5 separate regions of the Mus musculus genome follow, and all the other regions are linked to region 4. The links are chromatin contacts, called in public ChIA-PET and promoter capture Hi-C maps. All regions are on one chromosome and are shown on one strand. The core of a region is the stretch at or near the end of the contact, and the rest is flanking DNA. Distances in the headings are between cores, read along the strand shown. Region 1 has its middle 18 kb from the start of B4galt5. Region 2 holds the start of Zmynd8 (zinc finger, MYND-type containing 8). Region 3 overlaps Ncoa3 (nuclear receptor coactivator 3). Region 4 overlaps Prex1 (phosphatidylinositol-3,4,5-trisphosphate-dependent Rac exchange factor 1). Region 5 has its middle 27 kb from the start of Platr29.

What was found. Promoter capture Hi-C pulls out the DNA fragments that hold promoters and counts their contacts. ChIA-PET counts read pairs in DNA pulled down with a chosen protein or histone mark.
Region 1: a contact with region 4 is called in an RNA polymerase II ChIA-PET map of memory CD8 T cells, with 16 read pairs. The contact joins two enhancer-like sites. A contact is called at or near these places in 1 of 39 promoter capture datasets (pre-B cells) and 1 of 115 datasets of contacts at active chromatin or transcription factors (memory CD8 T cells).
Region 2: a promoter capture Hi-C map of pre-B cells shows a contact between it and region 4, with 5 times the contacts expected there. The contact joins the promoter of Zmynd8 here to the enhancer-like site in region 4. A contact is called at or near these places in 2 of 39 promoter capture datasets (the C10 cell line and pre-B cells), 2 of 115 datasets of contacts at active chromatin or transcription factors (large pre-B cells and memory CD8 T cells) and 1 of 9 other capture datasets (adipose tissue).
Region 3: a contact with region 4 is called in an RNA polymerase II ChIA-PET map of memory CD8 T cells, with 8 read pairs. The contact joins two enhancer-like sites. A contact is called at or near these places in 2 of 115 datasets of contacts at active chromatin or transcription factors (memory CD8 T cells and microglia) and 1 of 9 other capture datasets (embryonic stem cells).
Region 5: a contact with region 4 is called in an RNA polymerase II ChIA-PET map of memory CD8 T cells, with 5 read pairs. The contact joins two enhancer-like sites.

Annotation. Positions count from the first base shown.
Region 1 is chr2:167,366,152-167,368,851 of GRCm38.p6, forward strand. No RefSeq gene overlaps it. Among named protein-coding and RNA genes, the nearest start is that of B4galt5, 18 kb to the left of the region's middle. Within about 2 kb of position 1,375, at least 123 of the 459 cell types and tissues checked have an H3K27ac peak or open chromatin away from gene starts, as enhancers often do. A contact at or near this core is called in memory CD8 T cells and pre-B cells, where this site is marked.
Region 2 is chr2:165,883,475-165,886,174 of GRCm38.p6, forward strand. Zmynd8 (zinc finger, MYND-type containing 8) reads right to left here and starts at 1,364. Exons shown (of 23, transcript NM_001363020.1): 1 at 1,134-1,364. The coding sequence starts at 1,147. It overlaps 1810021M19Rik (a long non-coding RNA gene), which reads left to right and starts at 2,255. Exons shown (of 3, transcript XR_866948.2): 1 at 2,255-2,700.
Region 3 is chr2:166,044,464-166,047,163 of GRCm38.p6, forward strand. The region is part of intron 2 of Ncoa3 (nuclear receptor coactivator 3); the gene reads left to right. Among named protein-coding and RNA genes, the nearest start is that of Ncoa3, 53 kb to the left of the region's middle. Within about 2 kb of position 1,443, at least 140 of the 459 cell types and tissues checked have an H3K27ac peak or open chromatin away from gene starts, as enhancers often do. A contact at or near this core is called in memory CD8 T cells, where this site is marked.
Region 4 is chr2:166,619,208-166,621,907 of GRCm38.p6, forward strand. It overlaps Prex1 (phosphatidylinositol-3,4,5-trisphosphate-dependent Rac exchange factor 1), which reads right to left. Exons shown (of 40, transcript NM_177782.3): 6 at 1,965-2,126. Among named protein-coding and RNA genes, the nearest start is that of Gm29679, 56 kb to the left of the region's middle. Within about 2 kb of position 1,449, at least 84 of the 459 cell types and tissues checked have an H3K27ac peak or open chromatin away from gene starts, as enhancers often do. A contact at or near this core is called in memory CD8 T cells and pre-B cells, where this site is marked.
Region 5 is chr2:165,953,746-165,956,445 of GRCm38.p6, forward strand. No RefSeq gene overlaps it. Among named protein-coding and RNA genes, the nearest start is that of Platr29, 27 kb to the right of the region's middle. Within about 2 kb of position 1,281, at least 133 of the 459 cell types and tissues checked have an H3K27ac peak or open chromatin away from gene starts, as enhancers often do. A contact at or near this core is called in memory CD8 T cells, where this site is marked.

The sequences.
Region 1 (2,700 bases), core at 125-2,624, 750 kb after region 4:
ACAGTAAAATAGCAACAACGACACCTACTACGGATTGGGCTAATACTTACCGTGCCAGGCACAGCAGCAAGCTCACCATGCATACTCCCTCAGTCTACTCAGTGACCCTTGCAGTCATGTGCACAACACATTTCTGTGAGGAGGGTTTAATGCAGATGTGCTTTTTTAATTAATTTATTGATTTTGAGGCAGGGTCTCTCTCTCTGGTCTCACTGGGATTTGAGGCTCCCTGATTAGGCTGGTGAGCCCCAAGGATCGTCCTCTCTGTGCCTCTGCAGCGCTAGAATCAGGGGGTGTAATTAGTTCCGTCAGGCTTGTTTAAATCCCTTCCCAGGGGGGGAGAGTCAACACTGGCTTCTTCTCCTAAGGTCCTAGCAGCAAAGCGAGGCACAATGCCACCAAGTTCACCCTGGGACCAATGTGATTATTGGGGTTCCTTAAAGAGCTTAAGTGAGGGCTAGAGAGATGGCTCAGTTGTTGAGAGCACTGACTGCTCTTCCAGAGGTCCTGAGTTCAATTCCTAGCAATCACATGGTGGCTCATAACCATCTGTAATGGGATCTGAAGCCCTCTTCCGGTGTGTCTGAAGACAGCTACAGTGTATTCATATAAGTAAAATAAATAAATCCTTAAAAGAAAAAAAAAAAACACAATAGGCCACACCTAAACCCAGTGGGCCTAAGCTTTCATCTTCTGTGGCTATATACTCCAGCCCTTCAGAGAGGCCATGTGCAATTAGTCCAGAGCTGTCAGCAGGTAGCAGGGAGTGGCTGGGAACTTTAAGTGTGGCTGTCATGACCCTTCCTAAACTTCCATGAGAGGACACAAACTGCCAACCAGCCCAGATGGGACATCCTTTGCAAGCAGGCACAGCTGGGCTGTCTAAGATGTCTAAGATGGCCGTTGCTTGTCTGGGAAGACAGTCCCTGGGCCTCAGCCTCCTACCCTGATTGCTAAGACTTCAGTGTGCTGGCCCCCCCCCCCACTCCCACCCCCATCCCCACCCCCTCACCCCCGTGACTCCTCTTCAGCTTTATTCAGAATAAAATCCAAATCCTGGGCTTGGGGGTGTGGCTCAGCTGGTGGGGTACTTGCCTAGTGTGTCCCTGGCTCAAAAAAAAAAAAAAAAAAAAAGAAAGAAAGAAAGAAAGAAAGAAAGAAAAGAAAAGAAATAAAACTGAAAGAAAGTAAGAGAGAGAGAAAGACAAATAGAAGAAAGCAGGCTGGACAGGCCATGGCAATCAAGCCGGTGTTTATTACAGCAAAATCGGATGTCAGGAAATTGCATTCGCACGTTTCCCTCCAAACTCTCCCATAGTGCCCCATTGCCCTCAAGAGAGAACTCAGGCATCCTGCCTGGGTCTGCAGGAACCAACCAGGGCTTGCCATTCAATCCTCTGAGGTTTCGCTGCTGGGCATTATCAGCATAACCACACGCTGGTTTCCTTTAGGTCACTAAAGGAGTAGTGCTTACACACACACACACACACACACACACACACACACACACACACACACACACACACGCACATTCTCTCTCTCTCTCTCTCTCTCTCTCTCTCTCTCTCTCTCTCTCTCTCTCTCTCTCTCTCTCTGTGAAATATTTCCTCTAGAAACCTCCCTTCCTCGTCCACCTCTCACACCCACGCACTCACCCTACAGGTGCGCCCTGGCAGAAGTTTCTCTCCAAGAGGGGGTGGGGCCGAGGGATATGGTGGACTGACGACACAGGACTCCAAAGAAGACAGCAGTGTGAAGGCAGAGGGAAGAACCAGGTCCGACCACTTGAACTTCTCCACGTGGTGGGGGTAGCGGGGGTGGGGTGGGGGACGCACGTGGACCAGCCCGTCCGCTGTCTGATTGAAATCCTCTCCCATTTCCTGGGAGGCCGGTAGAGGCAGAAGAGGCCCACACAGCCTCTGTCAACCCCCCTCGCGATCGGCAGAGCCTTGATTTCTTCTGCTCCACGCGCCATCTTTACTTTTACAGCAGATGCTCAGACACAGCAGTTAAGACCCAGGGTTTCCTGGACCCTGTTGGCAACTTCGAGATTTCACCTGGAGAGGTTCTAACTGTTCTGACCTCTGATGAGGACTACAAAGCGGACATCTGAGCAAAGGGGCTCCAGGCTATAGTGAGTGCTCACTAAACACCAGAGGTTAGCCCAAAATGTCTGAGTGTAACTTGGTGTGCTTTAGCCTAGGCCACATACTGAGCATGGAATCTCTGCTGGCTGGTCATAGAAGTGCCTCGATCCTAGTCCTTGCAGAATCCTTCCTTTAACAGATTGGAAGAAGCTCTGTGGGTTTCCGGGGCACATGAAGAGATTCACAGGAACATTCAAGCCCCGGGGAGGGGAGGGCCGTTGAGTCTCTGAGCCAATGAGAGGTAGAGAAGTGGGGAGGCCCCAAGGTGATGCTACTCCTGGGCACAGCAAGTCAGCGTGAGATGCGGGCAGGAACTGGGACTTCCTCTCTCTGGCCGGCGTGTGTGTGTGTGTGTGTGTGTGTGTGTGTGTGTGTGTGTGTGTGTGTGTGTGTGTTTGACTTCCCTTTATCAAGAAATTAGCGGCTTGCTTGCCTAGCCTGTAGAAAGTTCCGGACTTGGTCCTAGCACCCCATAATGCGCTTGGTGGTGCATGTCTGTGATCCCAGCACCCAGGAAGTGTTAGGCAGGAGGATCATAAATCAAGGGCTACCT
Region 2 (2,700 bases), core at 114-2,613, 740 kb before region 4:
CCACCACCACCACTACAACAACCACAACAACACAACCCAGCAACTGGATATGGGATGCTGTCATGAGCCTCAGGTATGTATGAGCCATGTCCCCTGCACTGTATCACAGAAGACAGAAGATGATAGAATGTTTGAAAAGGGGGGAGGGAGACAAGGATAAAAGAGACATTAGCCCATGGAAAAATCATGCAAGAAGTATAAAACTAAAGGAGTCAGAGTCTTCACAGATCTCTTTTTTTCCCCCCTTCAGGATGTTATTCAAAATCTCTCCCCATCCCCACTCCCACCCCACCCACCCCCAACCCCCCAGGCACCAAGCCTACTCCAAAAACTCCCTCAGAGGCTAGGAAACACTTTCAGAACCATTTGCTGGCTGTAGGCTGACTTGAAGAACATTCTGTACCAAGCTAAGTCGGGGGGAGGAAAAAAAAACCCTGAACAATGTTGCTGCGAGTGCGAAGCTCTGGAGAGGAAGAGATGACAGTCCACACGCCACCACCCACCTAGGCCCAGGAACCAGCCTGGGTCCCTGAGTACTGTTCTTGTTCAGGCCTGACTTCTGGTGCAAACACGCATCCTCTCTTGTCAGAACTTAGCCCAGCCTTTCCCAGAACCGCTCTGGAGAAGCAAGCTGGCTTGCTCTGCTCTCTGCCACAGGCAGTCCTGAACTGTGCTGGGAGAAGACCTTCTGGCTTCTGGCTTACCTTCCATTTTCTTCCCCCAGCAGGCATGTGACACACAGCGGCCGACAGTGCAGGGGGAGGACTGTTCAGAGAGAGAGGGAGAGGGGGGAGAGGAAGGGAGGGAAAAATAAAATAAAAGAAGGGGGGATAATAGCTTCTCTTTTGGCATACCAGGATCTAGCTTCAAACTAGTCCAGAAATTCTTTGTCCTGGTCAAAATAAAGGTATTCCAAGCCCTCACCAGTCTGTAAAATCAAGCTATGGCTAATGGCTACTTAGCCATGTGACCCAAAAAGGAAAAAAAAAATCTCTCTAAACAGTCCCAAGTTACCCTAAGTGCTCTGGGGGGGGAAGTGTGGCAGAGCCAGGCTACAGAGAAATCACACTGCTAGTCCACGACTCGATGACTCGGAGGGAGGGGGGAAAAGATGGTTAAAAAGCCGAGCTTACCTCTGTGGATGCATTGTTAACTGTGTAATGTCAATACTTATAAAACATGGAGGACAGGCTCCTAGTTCTCACAGAAAAAGGGTTTGGCACTTCGGCTGATGATCTGGCCGCCTAATAAAAGCTCATCCCCGATTGGCTGCCCCGGCCAATCGGAGTGTAAAGCCGCCGCCGATTGGCTGAAACACTTCCTGAGCGATTATCTTTGTGAGGCTCGGGTGAGCAAGAGCCATCCTGTGCATAGAAAAAGACAGGCTAAGCTAGGCCTTCTGCAGGAGGGAAAACTTGGGACAGGGGCCTCCACAAGCACTTCTCCCACCCCCTGGCTCGATCCCCCAGGCCAGGCAAACCCGTGCAGCCAGCCTGACCTGCTCCAGCAAAGCCTGAAGCCAGCGCGCCACTGGGAAGGGCCCTTTTGGGGTGGGCTGGCTGACCCATCCACGCCTGCCCCCACACACAAGTCCTTCTCTAAGAAGGCGAGCAGGCCGTTTTATAGAACAAGCCAGCTTGAGTGGGTCTCAAAGGACAAAGTCGAGCTTAGGGGTGGAGAGAGCCCCAGGGAGGCAGAAGCAATAGGGACAAGGCCAGACGCAGGCCTCTGAGGGGGGCGGGGGGGGGGGGCGCGCGCGGGGAGTGAGACAGGCAGCCCGAGGGAGCCCCAACAAATCAGCAAGGGGCACCCAGGTTCCAGGGAGCTGAGAGGTGCAGCTTGCTGTGAGGTGGAGCGATCAAGTTTGCCTAGTCATGGTCAAAGTGGCTCTTGGAAAAAAGGCAGGCCCACAGAGCCATTTGCAAAACTGGGAGACCTCTAACCTCTCACCGCCACCCCTCAGCCGATCCTCAAAGACAAACCAAAAAGGGCTCTGTCAGGATGGCAAGGGAGATACCCTCTCCAGGCTTACCCTAAGAAAAGCCAAATGCGTTGCTAGCAGGCCACATGCCTCCATTTAAGTCTTCCCTCCCTCTGCTCCCTCCCCCCACCGATGAGGCCTGCTAAACCTGTCAGTTAAACAAAAATCTGACTTCCGTCTTAGTCTGTGATGCCTTCAGCTTCCTGCCTGTTAACCCTCTCTGGGACTCTGGGCCTCGCTGGGAAAAACTAGGCCCTGAGATTGTAGAAAAGGGCCTGTGGAAAAATACCAGCTGCAGCTCTCCGGGCAGATGCAGAGAGAGAGAGAGAGGGAGCTAGCTAGCTGCTGTCTCGCTTCTGCTTCCCAAGGAGGCGTGGACCTTGTGAATCCAGGGCATACAGGCAGTGCCTCTCAGTCAGAGAAGCCATTTAAATCCAGAGGGACAGAGAAAGATGTCAAACCGGGCCAGGAAACAAGCCCGTCCATTATAGTCAGGCCTACACACCCACAGGTTGGCCCTTTCTGCCACAATCGCCCCTGTATGTGTGTTCTGGGGGGAAACTGGGCCCTGTTTGGTGGGCAGACAAATCCCCTGGGCTTCGTAAGGCTTCTTGCTTCAATTTATTTCCACAGAGAACTGCTTCTTTTCGTCCCCTAAGGCAGATGGAAGGGCAATTTCACACACACAGCCTCACATTGGCAGTCCCCCTACTCCCCCC
Region 3 (2,700 bases), core at 193-2,692, 570 kb before region 4:
TAAATGTCTTCTCTGATGAATGATTGGTGCTGTGAATGAATGTAGATTTAAAAAGATATAATGAACCAGGCTGTGGGGGCAGGCAGATTTCTGTGAGTTCAAGGCCACCCTAGTCTACAGTCTACAGAGGGAATTCTAGGACAGCCAGGGCTACACAGAGAAACCCTGTCTTGGGGGAAAAAACAAACAAACAAAAAGACTTCTAATGAAATGTTATCTATTTGAAAGTAAACACATCTAATTGGAAAGGCCAGCTTTATCCAGTGCTGGCCCTCACTGACAGTTTATATGTGCACATGTTTTTGTAGTACAGTGAAGTCAGGCCGTGCTCTTCAGTGGTGCAGCCTGGACAGTCCTTGATAGGATTGAGGTCTGATTGTCACTTGCAGGAAACCAGAGGTACTTTGAAAAATGTGCCTCTTTGAGACAAAGATTAATTAGAGAAGACACAAACAGTCATGTGGAAGACAGGGTGGTATCAGGCCTGGCAGAGCATGGTTCAGGCAGTGTCATGGGGAGTGGTGGGTAGGAGGAGGCATAATGCCTGTGGAGGTAACCCCTACCTGCCCAGACCCTTACCTCATGCCCCTAACCAGCAGATGTTACAGCACTTTATGTGGTTCCTGATTAAGCTGTGAAGCTTTGTGAGCTGGGTGGAGGGAGTTTGACTTAGGGAATGAGTCATGAATCGTTTGCTCTGGTGATGGCTTGGTTGGTTATGGAATATGTCATAGCCTCTTCCATCCGGATCTAGTAATGATTCTAGGCAAGCTATTTAGCCACTTCCCTATCTGTAGAACAGAACTAATCACATGTGTGTGGTGGGGGTCACCATGTGTAACCACCCAGTGTATGTTAGTTCAGTGCCATTCTGCTCTGTCTCATCCACTCCCTCTGTTACTAACTAAGTTAGGAAAAGGGGAAGGCTTAACCAGTCTCTGCTGCCTTATCCTTGGATGGCCTACCTCCTCTCATTTTGGTACAATAAGGTTTTTCTTAGACCTTAAAATAACTTGCTCAAACAGAACACCAGCATTGATATTTTTTGTTTAATCTTTTTTTAAACGTTTGTGTGCCTGTGCATGCACACAGGTCTCAGTCTACAAACATTGTACAGAAAACATGGTTCTTTCCTTCTAGCTTGTGGGCCCCAGGATGGATCTCTGGTTGCCAGGAAAGAGGCAAGAGAGTGCCTCTGCCCTCTGAGGCCTCTCACTAATTCTTCTTTTTGGCCATGTGTCCTTGTGCTTCGGGCTAGTTAGCAAGCATGTTCTCCTGTCAGAACCCTGAGATAACAAAAAGGAAGCTGGTTAACGGTAAGCCGTAACCAGCATTTTAATGTTTTTAGAGGGAGCCACTGCCAGTCTTTGTGTATTCAGTTACATTGAGTTGGCACCACTCCACTGATGTTCATTTCCTGCTGTATGCTGTATTGCACAGCAAAGTCAGACCTGTTGTGGAGTACAGATCAAACCATGAACTGCTCTTCACTGACGGTTCTCCACGTGGACTTGCAGTCCATGTAGCACAAGGGCAAGAAGATAATGTTAGACTTCTGGAATAAGTTAAGTAAAGATAGGTATGTAAGCGCTCAATGTTGCTCAGTTAAAAAAATAATCTCTGAACTGATTGACAACACAGCTAGAACCACACTTGTCTGTTTAACACTTTGTCTGTCTACATGATGCTGTAGTCTGACACTGTAGAGGGTTCAAAAGGTGTGTGTGACCACAGATAGGACGGCAAATACTTGTTGCTCAGTATGAAGCAGAGGCAGGAGGATTGGTGCTCAGGGCCAACCACAACTATGGGTTCCAGGCCAGTCTGGGCAATGAGGCCCTGTCTCAAAACAAACATGACCTACATATTTTAAGTTTGATCATGTGGGGTTTTTTACATTTTATTTTTATTTTTAAACTGGCCTTTGTGGTGGAATTGTGCCACCTAGTGGCACAACTGCAGGCTGGCTGGCTGCAATACTGATGCAACATTGGATTCTTTAGACCAGTGATTGTCATGTTCGCGCACGAGTTAACCACTTAGTTAGTAAATGAGGCTGAATAGAGCCCTGACATTATAAGCTCAAAAAGAAATAACTTGTATTTATCGTCTTAGTGTGCGAAACTTAACCAAGATACATTATTTTTCCAGCCGTCAGTATGTAAATAATGGCTGCTGTGTGACTTAATGGCAACCTGTCGTATAGTGTGTATCTGGCTTTGCACCTATGCTTTAAGAAGAACGTAGGGTAGTTCTACAGTCATGTTAATATAGTCTAGGCTAACTTGGACTTAACAATGGAAGAGAAACGATCCAGTGGACAGAAGTGCTACCTAGGAAAAGAGCCTGGGGACAGGAGGATGAGTTCTGTTCCCAACATGCCCACATGGTAGATCATGACTGCCTCTTAACTCTAGCTCCAGGGGATTGACAGCGACTTTTTGTGGCTTGTGGGGACACTGCATACACATGCTAGCTATATATATATACACACACACACACACATACATATGTATATATACATGTAGGCAAACACTCACTCATATACAGAAAGTCAAAACCAATCTTCTAGCCTAGTCTGGGCTCATTACTTGAAGTGTTCTTACCAAATCACTGGGTTAGCTTTTATTACCTTGGTATAAATAAAATTCAGAATTGTTTCAAGATTGAAGTGCTATAGTCTTTTATTAAACATAATTT
Region 4 (2,700 bases), core at 199-2,698:
CTACATTCCCCAGCTTCTTTGGCGCCAAGCATGGTCCAAAGGACCAAGTCACACCAAGGAGCCGGTGGTATGTCACTATCTTGAAATAGGTCTCTAGCCCCTCTCCCCGCTCCTTTATCTCTTTCCAGAGATGCAAGATAGCCATCGGGGGTTAAGGAAGGGCGCTGGTGACAGACATGTCCAAGGCACAGGAAGGAAAGAGCCCTGTTGGTGCAAAGTCACCCACCCAGCCTGGCTGGTCACACATCCTGGTCTATACTGCATTGTGAGCTCCTCGGAGTCACCCCCTCAGCCCCATGGCAACCAGGATGTGCCAGAGTGTGTCTAGAGACTGCAAGGAGCTGAGGACAGAGGCCTGTGACACAGTTGGAAGGCAGACCATGTGGCACTTGCTTTGGGTAAAGCCACAAGTGGCCCCTACAGTCAAAGGAGCCAGATGCCAGGTTGGCTGCCTTACCAGCCACCTTGCCTGATGAACACACCACCCTACCTACTCAGGCCAGTTAACAGAAGCTGGAGGGAGGAAGCTAGAAGCTCGGGAAGCTGGATGGAAAGGGGGAGGGCTGTACTGCTAAAGCCACAGAAAGCCAGGCCCTCCTGTGGCAGCCCGTCTCACAAGGGGGAACCTTATCTCTCCCACCATCCACTTGATCGAGGCCAAACCTCAATGCCCCTTCCAAAGTCCATCTGCAAGGGACTCTGGGAGCTAGAGGGCTCCCCTTGGGAAGATGGCCAGTGAGGGAGAGTTCAGGGGACATGTCACCCCCTAGTCTCTGAACAAAGCCCCAGTCTTCTCTGCAGCTGGACCTTCCATGGGGGGGGGGGCGCCAGTACAAGAAAGGAATATTAAATCCAGGAACACCCAGGTCCCGGTAGGGTTGGGGGCGGGGCTTGGGCTGGGGGTGTCAGACAGCAACGTCTGTCCCCAGAATCTTTCATCTCAGCTCCTAACCTCTCACTCCAGTGGAGCTGGCCTTTCCTACCGGTTGCATTTCCTGTCTGTCAGCTTTCTAGAGACAAGAAACTTCCAATAGTGTAGGAGGCAAGGGTCAGGAAAGTGCGTTGGTTACAGGCTGAGGAGATGGCTCAGTGGGTGAAGGGGCTTGCTGCCAAACCGGATGATGTGAGTTCAACGCCTAGGTCCCACCCAGTGGAAGAAAAGCGCTGACTCTTACCAGTTGTCCTCTGACTTCTACATACATGCTGTGGCACACTGGGCTCACACACATGAATGCACACACACACACACACACACACACACACGTAAGTGTGATAAAGAAAAGTCAGTTACATACACTGTGTGTGTGAAAGCTTGATTCTGTCAACCTGTCAGGACCTAGAATCACCTTCTAGACTTCTGGCTGTGAGGAAGTGTCTAGACTGTGTTTACCGAGGAGGGAAGATCACCTTAAACGTGGGTGGTATCATCATCTGAGTACAAAGGAGAAGAGAGCTATCTCGCCTCTGCCGGCTTCCTGTGGGTGTGCTGGGACCAGCTGTGCGAAGCTACTGCTCTTCTCCATCACGGTGGGCTGCACCCCCAGCTGCCAGCCACAACAAACTCTTTCTTCCTTCCGTGGTTTTCATCTGGCATTTTGTCACAGTGACAGGAAAATAAACTAATACTGATAGATATGTAAATGTTGCCCTCAGTGCTGGCACAAGAAGCACAAAGGCTTGTAGGTGTCAGGAAGGCGAGGCCACACACAGTTACTGAGGGGAGTTGGCATGGCCTGCAGTGACAGAGGCTAAGGAAACAGGCGTCTCAGTGACAGCTACTGGGAGACACAGCAGTGTTACCAAGTTTTCTACCGAAATGTAAAATCTGGGATTTTATGTTTCATTGAGTCAACTAAGTCACTTGTAAGCAACCACACGAGGCAGGCCAAACTGAGGAGCGAGCCCGTGATCTACAGCTCCAACTGGGGGCCCAGCCCCCTCAGCAGAGGACCCTGACCACGCACCTCCCAGCCTTCAATGTGAGACTGCAGCTGCTCCAGGGCCTCCAGCTTCTCCATCTGCCTCTTAGTCTCATTGATGTTGGAGCAGACAGTCTTCATGGCCTGCAGGGCACTCTGTACCGCGGTGTGGTCAGGGTGCTTGCCGGGGGTCCTCTTGGCCAACTCCTAGTGTGGGAAGGGGCAGAACAGAGGGTGATCAGTGCAGGGGCATAGACTCGGGCAGAGGTAGAGTCACGCCAAACCAGTGTGCCAAAGGGAGGATGAGCAAAGCTAACACTTGCTGGCTCATTCACACGAGTGTCAGTCTTCCCAGAGAACTAACTAGATCTGGGGTCACATAGAAGATAAATCCCTGAGTGTCAATGAGGGCGCTTCCAGAGAGGTTTAACAGGGTAGGCTGGCCTTGAACATGGGTGGTAAAATCCCAAAGGCTGGGCTTCCAGACTGAACAAAGAGAAGAACGGCAGCTGAACACCAGCATCCACTCCTGTCTGCTCCCTGACTACAGACACAGAGACCAGCTACACCCCTCTCTTTCCTGATGGACCGGACCTGAAAGAACTGCAATAAAACCATCCTCCCTTATGATGATTTTGTCAGATGTTTCATTCCATTGACAGAAAAGGAAACGAAGACATTCATTTGTTCCCTCCCTCATTCATTAATTCGTTCTGTGGGTGCCATCTGACTGTCTTTAAAGGGAGAGTCAATATACCAGGAAACAGACAAAAAACACTTT
Region 5 (2,700 bases), core at 31-2,530, 670 kb before region 4:
TTGATTGATTGATTTTTTGGTTTTTCGAGACCGGGTTTCTCTGTATAGCCCTGGCTGTCCTGGGCCTTACTTTGTAGACCAGGCTGGCCTGGAACTCAGAAATCCGCCTGCCTCTGCCTCCCGAGTGCTGGGATTAAAGACGTGCGCCACCACGCCCGGCCTGTGATGTATGATTTATGATTTGCATGTATATACACTGTACACACTGATACTTCACATGTGTATTTACTGCTTTATTACATATGTACATATGAACTCCATATATGATGCTTGCTATGTATAACATATCATGTGTCATATAGACAGTATTATTACTGTCCCACTTACTGATGGGAAATCTGAGGCACAAGAAGTTTAGTAACTTATTTAGAGTCACAAAGTCTGGCCAGTTAGCACAGTGCTAACTAACAGAGTCATCAAGCCACTAAATACCAGTTGACTTTGTCTTCGGGACTCCTTGGTTTTGGGAGCCATGGTTTCACCATGACAGGTTGATTGGGGAAACATCTGTTTGTCTCCCTCTGGTTTTTGTTTATTGGTTTGTTTGTTTGTTTGTTTGTTTTCCGAGACAGGGTTTCTCTGTGTAGCCCTGGCTGTCCTAGAACTCACTCTGTAGACCAGGCTTGCCTTGAACTCAGAAATCCACCTGCCTCTGCCTCCCAAGTGCTGGGATTAAAGGCGTGCGCCACAACACCTGGCTTGTCTCCCTCTGTTATTTCCTCCTTCCTAACACAGTACAAAACCTAGAACTGATTGACTATAAGCCCAGGACTCAACAGGTAGAGGTAGGAGGAGAGAGAGAGACTTTGTGAGCTGTGTCAGCCTCTGCTACATAGCAAGTTTGAAGCCAGCCTGGGCTACATAGTGAGAACACACACATACATACAGAACTCAGAGCTCCACTTTTAGGGACTCTGGGATCGAACTCGGGTTGGGCCAGCAGGGTTGTAAATGGGCACCTTTACCACTGAGCCATTTTGCTAGACCAAATTATCAATTTTACTATGCTTTCTAGTATCAAAACCAGGATCTCTCTCCCAACCGGCAGGAGCACTGCTCAGCCTCCGAGCCTTCACGGTTTTATTTTTCCGGTAACACTGAAGGGTCCTCATAGCTGTTACGGCCTCCTCAAGTCCTCTCCGTCGGAGAAACCCTGGGGTGGGCCTCCTGGCAGTTTGTTTTCTCTTCATCGCTGACAAGCAGGATCAGATCAGGCTGAACTTCCTGTGGAAGAATTCACAGAAGAGTTATTTATGGCTACTTCATCTTCCGGCGCCGAGACAGTGACCGGGGTTAAAGTTAGAGGGGTGCGGAAGTGGAGCACGGGGAGAAGAAGGCGCGGTCGGGGCGCAGCTGCTTAGATAAGCTGTTTAGATTGCACACTGAGTGGTATATATTTAACGCTTATTCTTTCACACTTTATTAATTTATCTGCTTGTGTTTTCGCACGCACACACTACAGTGTTCATGGAGCGCTCGGAAAACGCGTGGAAGTCAGTTCTCTCCTACAGTGTGGGTCCTAGGGACTGAACTCAGCCCGCCAGGTTCAGCAGCAAGAACTTTACACACTTAGCCATCTTCCTAGCCCAGTGCCTAATATTTTAAAATCTACTGGAGAAAGAGAGAAGAAAGAAAACTGTCTTCTTCCATTTGTTTTGAGAAAAGAGTCTCCTGTAGCCTAGATTCCTCTTAAACTCCCCATTCTGAGCTGAGGAAGGCCTTCGACTCAGACCCTCTTGCCTTTGCCGCCATGCCCTGAGCATGTTCTGTGACTCAAGCCTGTAATTATACCGTGGGGAAGGCAGAGATGGGCAAATCTCTTCGAAGTCAACGGGCCCTTTGGGTGGCTCACTCCAGCTCCAGTTCCAGGACTTCTGACACCTTCTGACCTTGCACAGGAAAGCACACATGTGCACAAACGCACAGCCACACATATGTACACATATGTACAGAGGAAGGCCAGGAAACCAAAGCCTCCTTCTCGGAGCCTTCCTTGACTCTCGGGACTCTTTCTTCTAACTTTTCTTTTTCTTTCTTTCTTTCTCTCTCTCTCTCTCTCTCTCTCTCTCTCTCTCTCTCTCTCTCTCTCTCTCTCTCTCTCTCTCCCTTCCTTCCTTCCTTCCTTCCTTTCTTTCTTTTCTTTTTTTTTTTTTTATTTTTGGCTTTTCCAGACAGGGTTTCTCTGTATAGCCCTGGCTGTCCTGGAACTCACGCTGTAGACCAGGCTGGCCTCGAACTCAGAAATCCGCCTGCCTCTGCCTCCCGAGTGCTGGGATTAAAGAGAAGCTTCTGAAGGTCCTGAGTTCAAATCCCAGCAACCATATGGTGGCTCACAGCCATCCGTAGCAAGATCTGACTCCCTCTTATGTAGTGTGTGAAGACAGCTACAGTGTACTTACATAGAATAAATAAATAATTTTTTTAAAAAGTAGCTTGGGCTGCAAAGTGAGATCAAGATAAAATTCAGAGTCATAGACACACAGGAGAGAGGCCTGGGGAAGACAGAGGAAAAGCCCTGGTGGGGGTGGGGTGAGGTTGAGGAATCAATACACCCAGCATTTCTAGCAAACCCCAGAGACAGAGGTGGGCTGGAGTACCTCTCCCCAGAGAGTTCGAAGCAACCCAGTTCTGCAGAAACCTTCATTTCTGTCTTTTGTCTTCAGAACGGCAAAAGGACTCATTTCTGTGGTTTAAAGTCAC